Linked DNA regions of Gossypium hirsutum: region 2 is linked to region 1. The links are chromatin contacts, called in public Hi-C maps. All regions are on one chromosome and are shown on one strand. The core of a region is the stretch at or near the end of the contact, and the rest is flanking DNA. Distances in the headings are between cores, read along the strand shown.

Region 1 (5,911 bases), core at 2,044-4,543:
TTTTGCACCTATTACGATTTAGTCCTTTTTACTTAATTAAACATGCAAACGATAAAATTTCTTAATGAAATTTTTATATGACCTTACCAATATGTCTTAGACACTAAAAAATAATAAAATAATTATTCACACATTGAATTTGTGGTCCCGAAATCGCTGTTCCGATTTCATTGGAACAGGCTGTTACAAACTATATCCATGAAGTTCAACTCTAGTCTACATGGGCATTTCACGATACTGGATTTAATAATTAATCACGAATGCTTAATTTCACGTTTAACATGATTTCATTAAACTTTCTCATTCATTTCATTCGAGCTTACTATTTAACATTTCACGAACTTTGAGTCTCAAACATTAAGATTTTTTCTTCGTCCTAATTTCTTATTTCACATATCAATTTTTTATGCACATCACTTTTTTTATTTTAATCGTAAATTTCACAAAGTTCACGTTTTAGTTTTAAACATCACAAACATACAATATTTTCTAGAATCTCACTTTCACTTTTCATACATATACTATTTCGTCACACTTTCTTACATATTCTCTTTATCAACTTTTCTTCTCATATATTAGATTTCATACATTTCATTATTTAACTATACTTTTTTTACACTTTTTCAATTTAGTCCTTGTCTATCCACAATTTAAAGAACAATTATAATTTGAGTTACAATAATCATGTATTTTTATACTCTCCTAAGCTTTCATAACTTTATTTAACTACACTCTTCATTTATCAAATATTTTCTCTTAAGCTTTTGTAACTTTTCAATCTAGTCATTTTTTACATAAATGCTATTCACTAATTTAGCATATTTAATCAATTTTCTTCCTTGTAACACTTTAATCACATAATTTATTTCAATATCTTGTTTCACATATCAAAGTTCCATGTATTTCAATTTTCTTATTTCAATCACATATTTCTTCAAGTTTTACAATTTAATCCTTGTTATCATAATTTCAAATATTCAATACTTTATGCCTTTTTCATCAGTTCATAACACATCTATTATACTTTAATCATAATTTTCTACTTTACATGTTAAATTATTTCACATTTTATTTTACTAACTTATTACCTATTACACAAAGTTCACATTTTAAACCTTAAATAACAAGGAAATTCATTGGTACTTATCTCTTTTCTATAAAAAAAAGTCACTTGCTTTTCTCTTCTCCTTATCACTTGATTCACTTTCTCTCTCTTATTCTCTTGGCTTGATTTTCTCTCTCCTCTAATTCTATCTTTCTTGAATCTAAATTGATATTTTTGCTCTCCAAAGACTTCTTATCATTTTTCTCTCTTGGTGGCTATGAAGATTCTTTTGATTTCTAGGTAAAAATGGTAGATTTGGATGGAAAGGACCAAATTGAAAAGTAAGCAAAACTTTCTTTTCTTCAAGAATGGTGAAAGTGAAAGTCAAGAAAGATGGAGAAATTTCCATCATCATATCCTTTTTATTTTCTTAACCATTAATTAAATAATAAAAATATCTTATATTAAAATAATAGTAAAATAATAATAAAATAAACCTAACCAATCAAATTCAACACAAATGTCCTTCATTATCATGATATTTTCATGATAATTATATTGATTGAGAAATGATTATTTTACCTTTCAACATTCTCCACAACTTTTTTCCTCCAATCATCACTTAATTTGGTAAAATTATAATTTAGTCCCTCACAAGTCTCTATTTTTTTTAATTTGATCCATATATGCCAATTCCATGTCATAATAGATTCGATTATTTTCACTTTTGATCCTTCAACTTCAATTCTTTTACACACCAATCCATCAATTTTTAAATATTTATACTTTAACCATAAATATTTCACATATTTACGATTTAGTCCTTGCTTTAAATTAATGTATCACGACATACCTCTTAATTAAAATTTCTTTGACATCACTCGAACTTCTCTTTTATCATCTTTATGTCTTTTTCGCACTTTACCGGAAAATCATTTATACACTATTTCAATTTACTACTACTTTTATTTTATAATAATTTTAGGGGTGTTACACATGTGGTGAAGTTGAGATTTTATAGATGTATGTGTTACGGGTTCAAATCTCATTATGTATGCTTTTTTTATTGATTTTATAAAAAAATATAAAAAGACAAAGTACCCATGTAATGGTATAACTTATTCTATATATAAAAAGTTATTTTAATCATCTCCATGATAGAGTTGATGTCCAATTAGCTTATGATACCAATTCAATTAGGGCTTAAAATTAGTAAAGATATTACGGTGTGGATGAAAACAATTTTTTTGTATAAAAATATTACAAATTATATTAAATTAAAACAAAATTTTTGTTGAAGTGGTAAAATTAAAATTTTGTAGATGCGCATGTCACGGGTTCAATTGTAATTACATATGAATTTTTTATATATATTTTATAAAATTATAAAAAGAGAAAAGAACCCTCATAATAACATAACTTATTTTTCAATAAAATTATAACTTATTCAACTGAGTTAGTGTCTGGTTAACTTGTGACACCAATTTAGTTAAAAATTTAAATTTAGTAAAGATGAAACAATGTGGATGAAAAAGCTTGTGTAAAATTATATCAAAATTATGTTTTCAAGCTTCACCTTTTGCTTGCTTGACATGATGAGATTGAAAAATTTCTTTCATCCACCAAAATTAGTGTTTTTAGAATTGAATTGAACCAACCAACCTACCAACTTGGAGATACAGATTGAATTGATATAAACAAATTGAACTAAGCTAAACAAGAGGTTCAACCACCTATTTATTTTAATATTTAAATATTTTAAATATTTTTAATTTTTAATAATTTATTTGATAGAACCAAATGAATTGATTAAATTAAAAATTGGTGGCCTAACTAATTTGACTATTAATTTAGTTTTGAAAACCTTAATCAAAACCATGAAGCTCAAAATACTAGCACTCGGAGAAAAAGCTTAATATGAGAAGAAAAAAAGAAACAAAAAATATAATTTAAACACTACTTGTGATTAAAAAAGAAGTTAAGTACCAAAAAAAACAAAAAATTAGATATTAAGTTATAAGTTAAACGTTTTTAAAAATAGATTTAAGGAGTAACATTACATTTTTTTAATTGCAGCAGCTGACTTAAAAAAGACACCACGACTCACATTTATTTTATATATTTATTTTTTAATATTTTATTGTACCTACAAAACACTTTTGAAGTGTAAAAATATCACTAAAACTGTTATTTTCTAATAATAATAATATAAAGTGATTTGAAAAGGTCCGAATTACAAAATGCCCGACTCATTCAGTTTGGCAGGTAGACAGGTGTATCATTTCCAAACAGAATTTTTTATTTTTATTTTTATTTTTTCTGCAGCAAGTCATTGTGGTGTTTGCATATTATTGTTGAAATGAAATGGAAATGTCAGTGGGCCTTAGCAACAGTGTGAACGGCGGAGCAGTCTTGAAATTATCGTTTTGTCCCCTAGCATTTAGTCGATTTAATCCCTCTCCACCATCATCAACATCCAAATTTCTCTTCAGGTTTAGTGTTTTCTGCTTTATTCATGATCTTTCTGCTCGTGAAGCATTGCTTTAATTCGCTTTTGCATTTTTATTTATTATTATTATTATTTTGAATGGATTCTTCTTTTCTCTTGCTTTATTTGCTTGATTGTTTCACTCGATCATCTTCCCTTTTATTTGATTATAGAGTTTTTATATCTTAATTTTGAATTCAGTCTCGCTTCTGGCTTTATTCTTGTTGCAAAACCAAAAACAAGAATGGTGATGATAGGAAGGAGCTGTTATTCACGGACAAGCAGTTAATACATGCCATTTAATGCTTAATTTAAGTAAAAGCACAATCATATCGGTTCTATCTTAAACTGCCATTGCTTTTTAACTGCCACAGCATGCCTCGATATTAACTTTGATTTAACTCTTTTGTCTGCAGTCTCACTCACTCTTATTTCCTGTTTCCTGCTGCCTTCTTTTAACCCATCAAGTTCAGCCTTTAGATTAAAAGGTCAATTATGTTTTAGCAACTGCTGCTCATAAAACCATTTTATCTTCCGTATTTGATCCTTCTTTATTCTGGAATGTTGGTGCATCTCCGGATATCTTTGGGCTTTTCTGATGAGTGCTGAGATATGCATAGAGTAATAATCTGCAATCATTTTTGTGCGTAAATGTAAATGTCTGTGTGTGCATGTAGTGTTAAAATTATGTCGCTCTTCTAGAATTAAGCTTTTCTTGGCTTTGTTATAAAGTGATATGTTATGTTCTTTCTACTCTTCTAATAAATATTTTGGCATGCAGAAAGAAGAGTTATAGCAAGAAGCTTACTGGGAGAAGGCTAATATCTAAAATGACTGATTCTGAAGTGAAGGCAGCAACATCAGACTCCACTGCAGGGAAAATGATTTTTCAGCCCATCTTGGAGGATGGGGTTTTCCGGTTCGACTGCTCTGCAAATGATAGAGAAGCAGTGTATCCGAGTCTTTCATTTATAAATAACAAAAGCAGGGATGTACCAGTCATGAGTAACAAGACTCCTTCATATATCCCTTCTTTTGAGTGTCGTCTGGGGCAGCAGATTGTCAAACTGGAGGTTTGTTGTTGCTTTGCATTTTAGTATATTTTGCCTCTTCGAACCGTTGTGCATTTAGCATTCTGCCTATTTGTTTTCACTTTGATGGTGAAGTTTTCTGGTAGAATTTGAAGTCTCTTGTTCACTACTTTTTTCTTTAACTAATCTAGTGGAGTTTTCTTGTTGTTAAGTTTCCTGCTGGTACCTCATTTTATGGAACTGGAGAAGTTAGTGGACAGCTAGAGCGAACAGGAAAAAGAGTGAGTTATTTGCAAAACGTGGCTGCCATGAAATGTATTTTATTTTCCTAGCATTGCTAGTGATAAGTAAAGCTTCTTGTAGGTTTTTACATGGAACACTGATGCATGGGGTTATGGTCCTGAAACTACATCATTGTACCAATCACATCCTTGGGTTCTGGCTGTTCTTCCAAATGGAGAGGCGCTGGGGATTCTAGCTGACACAACAAGGCGCTGTGAGGTGGAGTGACTTTCCGTTTTTCAGTAATAAATGGATTAAAATCCTGTTAAAACTATTGTAGATTTATATATTTTCCTGTAACAGTCAAATAAACTTGTTATCTAGCAGATTGATCTAAGGACAGAATGCAGAATTCAATTTATTTCCTTGCCTTCATTTCCTGTCATTACATTTGGTCCATTCTCTTCACCGACTGCAGTTTTGGTATCTTTATCTCATGCAATTGGTAATTTCTAAACCTAAGCTTTTGCCCCTTGATATTCTTGGAGTTTATTTTTGCAACCACAACTATTTATTGTTTTTGTTACATCCTACTCTACCTCTCATTCATACCATGCAATTGTCTTACTTTTGCTTTGGGTTTGGTAAAACATAATTTGTGAAGCTGGATTACAGGTGCCATTCTGGTCCTTTGGGTTTGATTTCAAAGCTTGTATTTTATTTTAAAAATCTGCCAAGTATTTAGGTAAATTAACTAGAGTAAGTAAAGCATAGAAACACAAATATTAAATATGAATAGGTAGGTGAGAATGATAAATTCATACATATTCCGTTCAAGCAAATAACATGAGAGGTCAAATAACATGAGAGGTTTTATATTTGACTTGAAAATTCAATAACATTAATAGAAATGATAGGCTTTGTAGGCTAGATGCTATTCTGAGTTAGGAATTACTAATTTGAGGATGAGGTTGATAAGCATAACATCATCATTTTGGCAGTTTTTATTCTTATTACCTTAGACTTTTCTGCATAGGGACTGTTTTAATGCCTCCAAAGTGGTCACTGGGCTATCACCAATGCCGTTGGAGCTATGACTCTCAAGAGAGAGTTCTTGAGGTTAGT
Region 2 (5,911 bases), core at 1,726-4,225, 640 kb before region 1:
TTATTACTCAACTTTTTGAAGCGTTTTCCTTCTAGCGCCACTAATATATAACATTGGCAGCGTTTTTTGTCCAAATGCCGCTAAAGGCCTATTTTCCTATAGTGTAGACTTATCCATGGTCTTTTATGTGGAGGCGCAAGCAATGCTAGAAGGCCTTTCTCTGGGATTGGATAGGGGGCATTGGAAGTGATAAGACAATGGACCAAGATTGTATTCAAATTGCTTTGGAGCAATGAAATTTGAATTTGGCCTGGAAATAAGAAAATAAACATAATTAGGAAACAAAGAAAATAAAAGCCAAAAAGAAAAAAGAAAATGGATAGAATGGTTTGGTTTAGGGAAAGAGAAGAGACTCGACTTGATTTAAGGTTTATTGAAGCAAAATAAACCTTCTTGAATAGCAAGAGTGGTCGAACCACGAATCTAAAACAAAAACACCAAAACAAATTGCTATTTGATCAAGAATGAAGCCAAAACAAAGCAATAAACTCAAATGAAGCAATCGATTTAAGAAAAGATGAGAGATCTCAAATTGATGCATTCTTGATGAATATTTGAGACGAATCATGCTTCTTGAAGATTTTTTGAACTGGAAATTAAATGAACAATAACTATTAAAGAGGATAGAGAAAATCAAACCAGAATTAAAAAGAAAGAAAGAAAGAAAATTTGAAAAAGGTTGAGAAATATTAGGTTCTTGATGTTTAAATTGTGTTTCTTGTAAGGAAATCCTTAGATCTTGAAACCTAAAATTTCACAAGAAAGTGGTAGAAAAAGATTTAGGGAAGATGGAAAAAGATTCGATAGAATTTGATGAAAAAACGATGTCCTATTAAACCATTTGAAGAATGATTTTCAACAAGCTCTACAAATTACTCTAATCAACCCCCTAGAAATGTCAACCCTAGTAAATTGGAGGGTGAAGAGTTTCCACGACTTCAAAGAGAAAACCAAGAAGAAAATCTACTTCTAAAATAAATAATAGAGAAATCTCACAAAGAGAAATAACTCAAGCAGTTGAAATTTATTAATCAAGGTATGAAAGGTGTAAAAAACATGAAAGGGCATCCCTTATATAGACAAAATTAGGCGAAAAATAAAATCCTAATGCAAGTAGGATTACCTGGCTAGCAAGTAACAAGTAAAAACCTTACATAATGAACATGAAAAATAAACTCAGTATAGAAACTAAGGGAAATTCACCCAGCCTAGTAAGAAATGCACATGGATCGAATTTTTACATGAAAATAACATTATTGGGCTTAAATAAAAGTTTTCAAATAGGCTAAAAACGGATTAAGCCAAAATAAAGTATAACTAAACATAATAACATTTAAATGGGCTCAAATTGGACCAAAACTCCATGGAGGCTGATATGGATTGTTGGAGTTTGTTTTCTTCATGTCTTCAACTCCATTTAGCTCATAGACTATCGTCCAAGCAAGTCCCACTTCAAGAAATATGTTCTTGAGCCAATATTTTCAAGAACTGGAATCTTGATTTTTTCTTTTAAACTTGAAATCTTCAAATCTGTCCATTTTAAACCAAGATTTGTTTTCTTGAAACCAAGATTTAAAATCTTGACAATTTTTTTCAACTCCAAAGATGCCTAGATCCCATTTAAAGTTGAGTCTCAAGATACAAGATCTTTTGGGCTTCTTAAATGGGCTTTGTAAAAGGCTAAGCCCAACATGTGCTTAGGCTAAAAATTGGTCCCCTATACTCGTATCAGGAAGATTAAAATTGAAAGTGATAATGTAATGTTGATATAGGTTCTCTATAGTAATTATGCTTCAAAGAATGGTTTTATATATATTCAACTAATCAAAGAACTTAGTATGAGGCAGCGGTTGATTGAATTCAATCATATTAATAGAGAGCAAAATATCTGTGCTAATATTCTAAGAAAGATGGGGTGATCGATGGTGGGAGGGTTGTGTGCACTAGATCATCCACTGTATATGCTATTCAATTGATTGTTGCAACATAGGAACAATCTTGTCGTTCTTTTGTCTGACATAGCTTTATAGTGTTTCGGTTCTCTTGAATCCCTTTTTTTTTTCCATACAAAAAAATAAAATTATACCCACTCTTTCATTTTGGTACTAAAATTCTTTTTGGTCAAAATTTATCTCTAAACTACCCTTTTCTTGGGTTGGTATCTAAACTACCTAAGTCAATCAATCGTGACTGAAGAATGGTTGACTTTAGATTTGAAAATTTTGAATTATTTATATTCCATATAATTATATATTATATTATAAAATATAAGTTTTGAATTTCTATATATTTTTCAAATAATCTTTGAATTTATTTTTTAGAATTGTTAATTTATATATTTGAATTTATATATATATTTTTCAATTTCATATAATTAATAGATTATAAAAATGATTTTTTTATATTTTATGAATTTTAACACATTTTAAAAAAAATTATTTTTAGTAATTTTTCCTCTCTATATATTTGGAATTATTTGACAAATAAATGGCAATGCTTATGTAGTTTTTGTGCCACATTGCAACTTTTAATAGTTGAATGTAATGTTTTGAAGTGATTTGGATAACAAAAGTATAATTTATGTATCACTTTTAATAAAAAAAATAGATATCAAGATAAAAATAAGTATACATTAGGTACTAATTTGTCGTAGGTACTACAAGACAAGAGGTATCCTCACTTATATAAGATTGTGCACAATAGACTAATAATCGACTCCTTTTCTTTCGAAAATCGTAAACAGCAACCGTATCACATTATCCTCCTCCTCGGTTTTCTCATACTTCTCATTATATCATGACAGGTAAATGGACATTTCTTTCCACTATCTTCTTTTCCTTGTTCAACATATATTATCATCAATTATATTTGAGGTAAATAAAAGCACCAAAGTTCACCTAGTGTTTTCAAGAAATGAATAATAAAAAATTGCTGAAAAATATTTCTTTTTAAATAATAGGGATCAAACCAAACCGGTTTATATTTTTTCCTTTGGCAACAAGCGGACCGAAATTAAAGAGAAAACCAGAAAGTAAAGAAAAATCTGAAAACCCAAGAACGCCTATTGGGAATGTAACTGATATGATATCATCATCTCATTTCTCACAGCAAAACCAGCCTTTCAAATTTTCTTCATACAAACACTAAAAATGGCTGCCAATTCTCAAATATTTACAGGATTGACCCTCCCTTTCAAACCCATTGCTTCTTCTTCTTCTTCGTCTTCAAGCTCCAGTAACAGTACTTGCATTCGTTGTTTAGTTAAGAAACCATTAACTTCTTCTTTCTTTAATGGCGGAGGTACTCTTTCTTTGGCCTTTTTTCTTACTTCCAATCTTCATAAGTTCTTCTACAAATTTTTGCTTGCTTTTGAGTTGGTTGTGCCTTTTGGGAGCTAAATTTTATTTATTGTTATGGAATATATCAAATGTGTGATTTTTCTTTGAAAAACTTTGCTTTTCATTCTAAATTTGTCAGCCATTATGTCTTTGATTGCTTGATTAGTGAGAAAGAGTGTTGCCATCGAAGGTTAGTCCATAGGTTGATTGACTGAGCAGCTTAACTCAAGGGGAACTCATAATTTTCTTCAACCTCAGCTTTTTCTATGGATGATGACATTCCATTTTTTATTTGGGTCATTTGCTAATGCTTTTGTTCAATCTTTTAGGCTTTGCTTGGTATGAAGGACTGAAAGGTGTGATGATGGGAAATTTATTAATCAAATTAGAACCAAAGTAGTCTAACCATTATATTAACATAGTTTTCAATCCGCACTCCTTTACATCCTTCGTACCAAACAGAGCTTAAGCTTAGTTAAGTGGTGAATCAAATGGGTTCTTAAATACTTTTATATCTCGAGCTCAAATAAAAATCTCGCTTACCTATTAAAAAAAATAGGACCAATTCTCAGGCTCGACTTCAAACTCGATTGTTAAGGCATGAATGGTTTTTCCTTGCTTATGAGTTGGTTGTATTTGTTTGGAACTTGGGATATCAAATTTATGATTTGTTCTTCAAAATTCTTTGCTTTTCATCGTAAATTTACAGCCATTGTTGTCCTTGGTAGCTTGAGTAGTGAGAAGGAGTGTTGCCATGGAATGTTAGTTCATAAGCAGATTGCCTAAGCTGTTTACTTAAATGGAACACATAATTTTATTAAAGCGCTGGTTTTATGGATGATGAAATTTATTTGTTTATTTGGGTCATTTGCTAATGGTTTTACATAAACCTCTAAAGCTTATTTAAGTGGTGTAGCAAACGGATTCTTGAACACATTATATTCTTGAAGCATAAATGGTGTATTTCGTATGTGGATTACAATATTTAGATGATTTACATGTCAAAAAGTTAAAGCAATTCATTTATAAATTGGTGCAATTCCCCTAAAATTATGTAAGCTTCTGCATAAGTTTTTTTTTTTTTTTTTGCTTTTCATGTGATGTGAGTGACCATCTTTTCAATTTCAATTTTCTGTATAACTTTGTCACCCCTTTTTTCTATCCTTTTACTGTTTATTTGCATTTTGGTTGATGATTAGGGAGTAATATGAACGATTGGAACTCCAGTGATTAAGTTTTCATTTTAGTACATAACAGTATGAATTTCAGCGGACTGTCTAACATTATCTAAAAGGGCTAAACACTAGTACCTAAAGTAGGTTCAACTTATCCTTTAAGTTGCTCTTTCTGCTCCCTTAAACAGTGGCTGCACTAAAAATTACAAGCATAAGGACCCTTCCAGGAGGATCTCATTCTTGTAGAGGAGGTGCAGGTGCCATTGGCACTCGCATGAACCTTTTTGATCGGTTTGCTAGAGTTGTTAAGGTCAGAGTTTACGAATTGTTTATATGCATTCATGTAAAGATACTATGATTTATGATTCCAAATTTTGATGTGTTATCTCAATAACTTGACTCAATTCACTGATAATGGCAGTCATATGCAAATGCTCTCCTAAGCTCTGTTGAAGACCCAGAAAAAATCTTAGAGCAAGCTGTGATTGAAATGAATGATGACTTGGTGAAGATGAGACAGGCCACAGCACAAGTAAGCCTCATTACCTTTATTTTATTTTTTAGTTTCTCGAGTTTCTTTCGCCTTCGGTTACATTGTTTTCTTTCCCTTTTTATGCTTGATTGCATTGCATATGTACTCAAGAATAGATTCCAAGATGGTCCTAGAAGTTTATTTTTGTTTTACAACTTTTTATTGTGCCGTTTCAGTGTAATTTTCTTCCCAATTTTTTATATGCAGATGTGATCCTTTTTCTTTTTTGAAGGTATTAGCATCTCAAAAGCGGTTGGAAAATAAGTATAAAGCTGCACAGCAGGCTTCTGAAGATTGGTAATTGATTGAGGATATTTTTTCTTTAGTTTTCAGAGGATATGAGTGTTTATGTCCCTATTGAGTTCTGTTTTCATATAGGTACCGTAAAGCACAGTTGGCTCTTCAGAAAGGAGAAGAAGATCTTGCACGTGAAGCCCTCAAGAGGCGTAAATCTTATGCTGTATGACTATGTTGTTCTGACTCTTCATTTTTTTTTGAAGTGTTTGTGTCTGCTAACACCCATATCATATCTGGACATATGGGGATATGACCCTCCAAATACATGAAAATTTTTGAACATATTTGTATTAGATACATGTCATATCCAACACACACATCCAAGTCTCTAGATGTCATCTTGCTGTAGAGTGTTTTCGAGCATTCTTATAAAAATTTCCAATATCTACAATTTCTTATCTGAATTATTTTGTATGTTGAAACGCTTGGGGAAACTGGAAAGTAGATTAATAAGCATAGCCGATTAGCTGGTTTGATTAGATTTTTATATTTTGCAATTTCAATGTGAGATGAAGGTTTGATTTGTGGTTGCTACAATGAGAAACAGATCTGTTTTATAATGTCGGGAT

What was found. Hi-C and Micro-C count contacts between places; a contact is called where the count stands out from the background.
Region 2: a Hi-C map of leaf shows a contact between it and region 1, with 3 times the contacts expected there. The contact joins the promoter of LOC107951361 here to the promoter of LOC107951326 in region 1. A contact is called at or near these places in 3 of 34 Hi-C or Micro-C datasets (all in leaf).

Annotation. Positions count from the first base shown.
Region 1 is chrA02:26,169,215-26,175,125 of Gossypium_hirsutum_v2.1, reverse strand. It overlaps LOC107951326 (alpha-glucosidase 2), which reads left to right and starts at 3,293. Exons shown (of 23, transcript XM_016886331.2): 1 at 3,293-3,537; 2 at 4,315-4,606; 3 at 4,777-4,845; 4 at 4,928-5,065; 5 at 5,174-5,291; 6 at 5,823-5,905. The coding sequence starts at 3,410.
Region 2 is chrA02:26,808,654-26,814,564 of Gossypium_hirsutum_v2.1, reverse strand. LOC107951361 (membrane-associated 30 kDa protein, chloroplastic) reads left to right here and starts at 2,975. Exons shown (of 11, transcript XM_016886380.2): 1 at 2,975-3,300; 2 at 4,702-4,823; 3 at 4,935-5,045; 4 at 5,278-5,342; 5 at 5,424-5,505. The coding sequence starts at 3,150.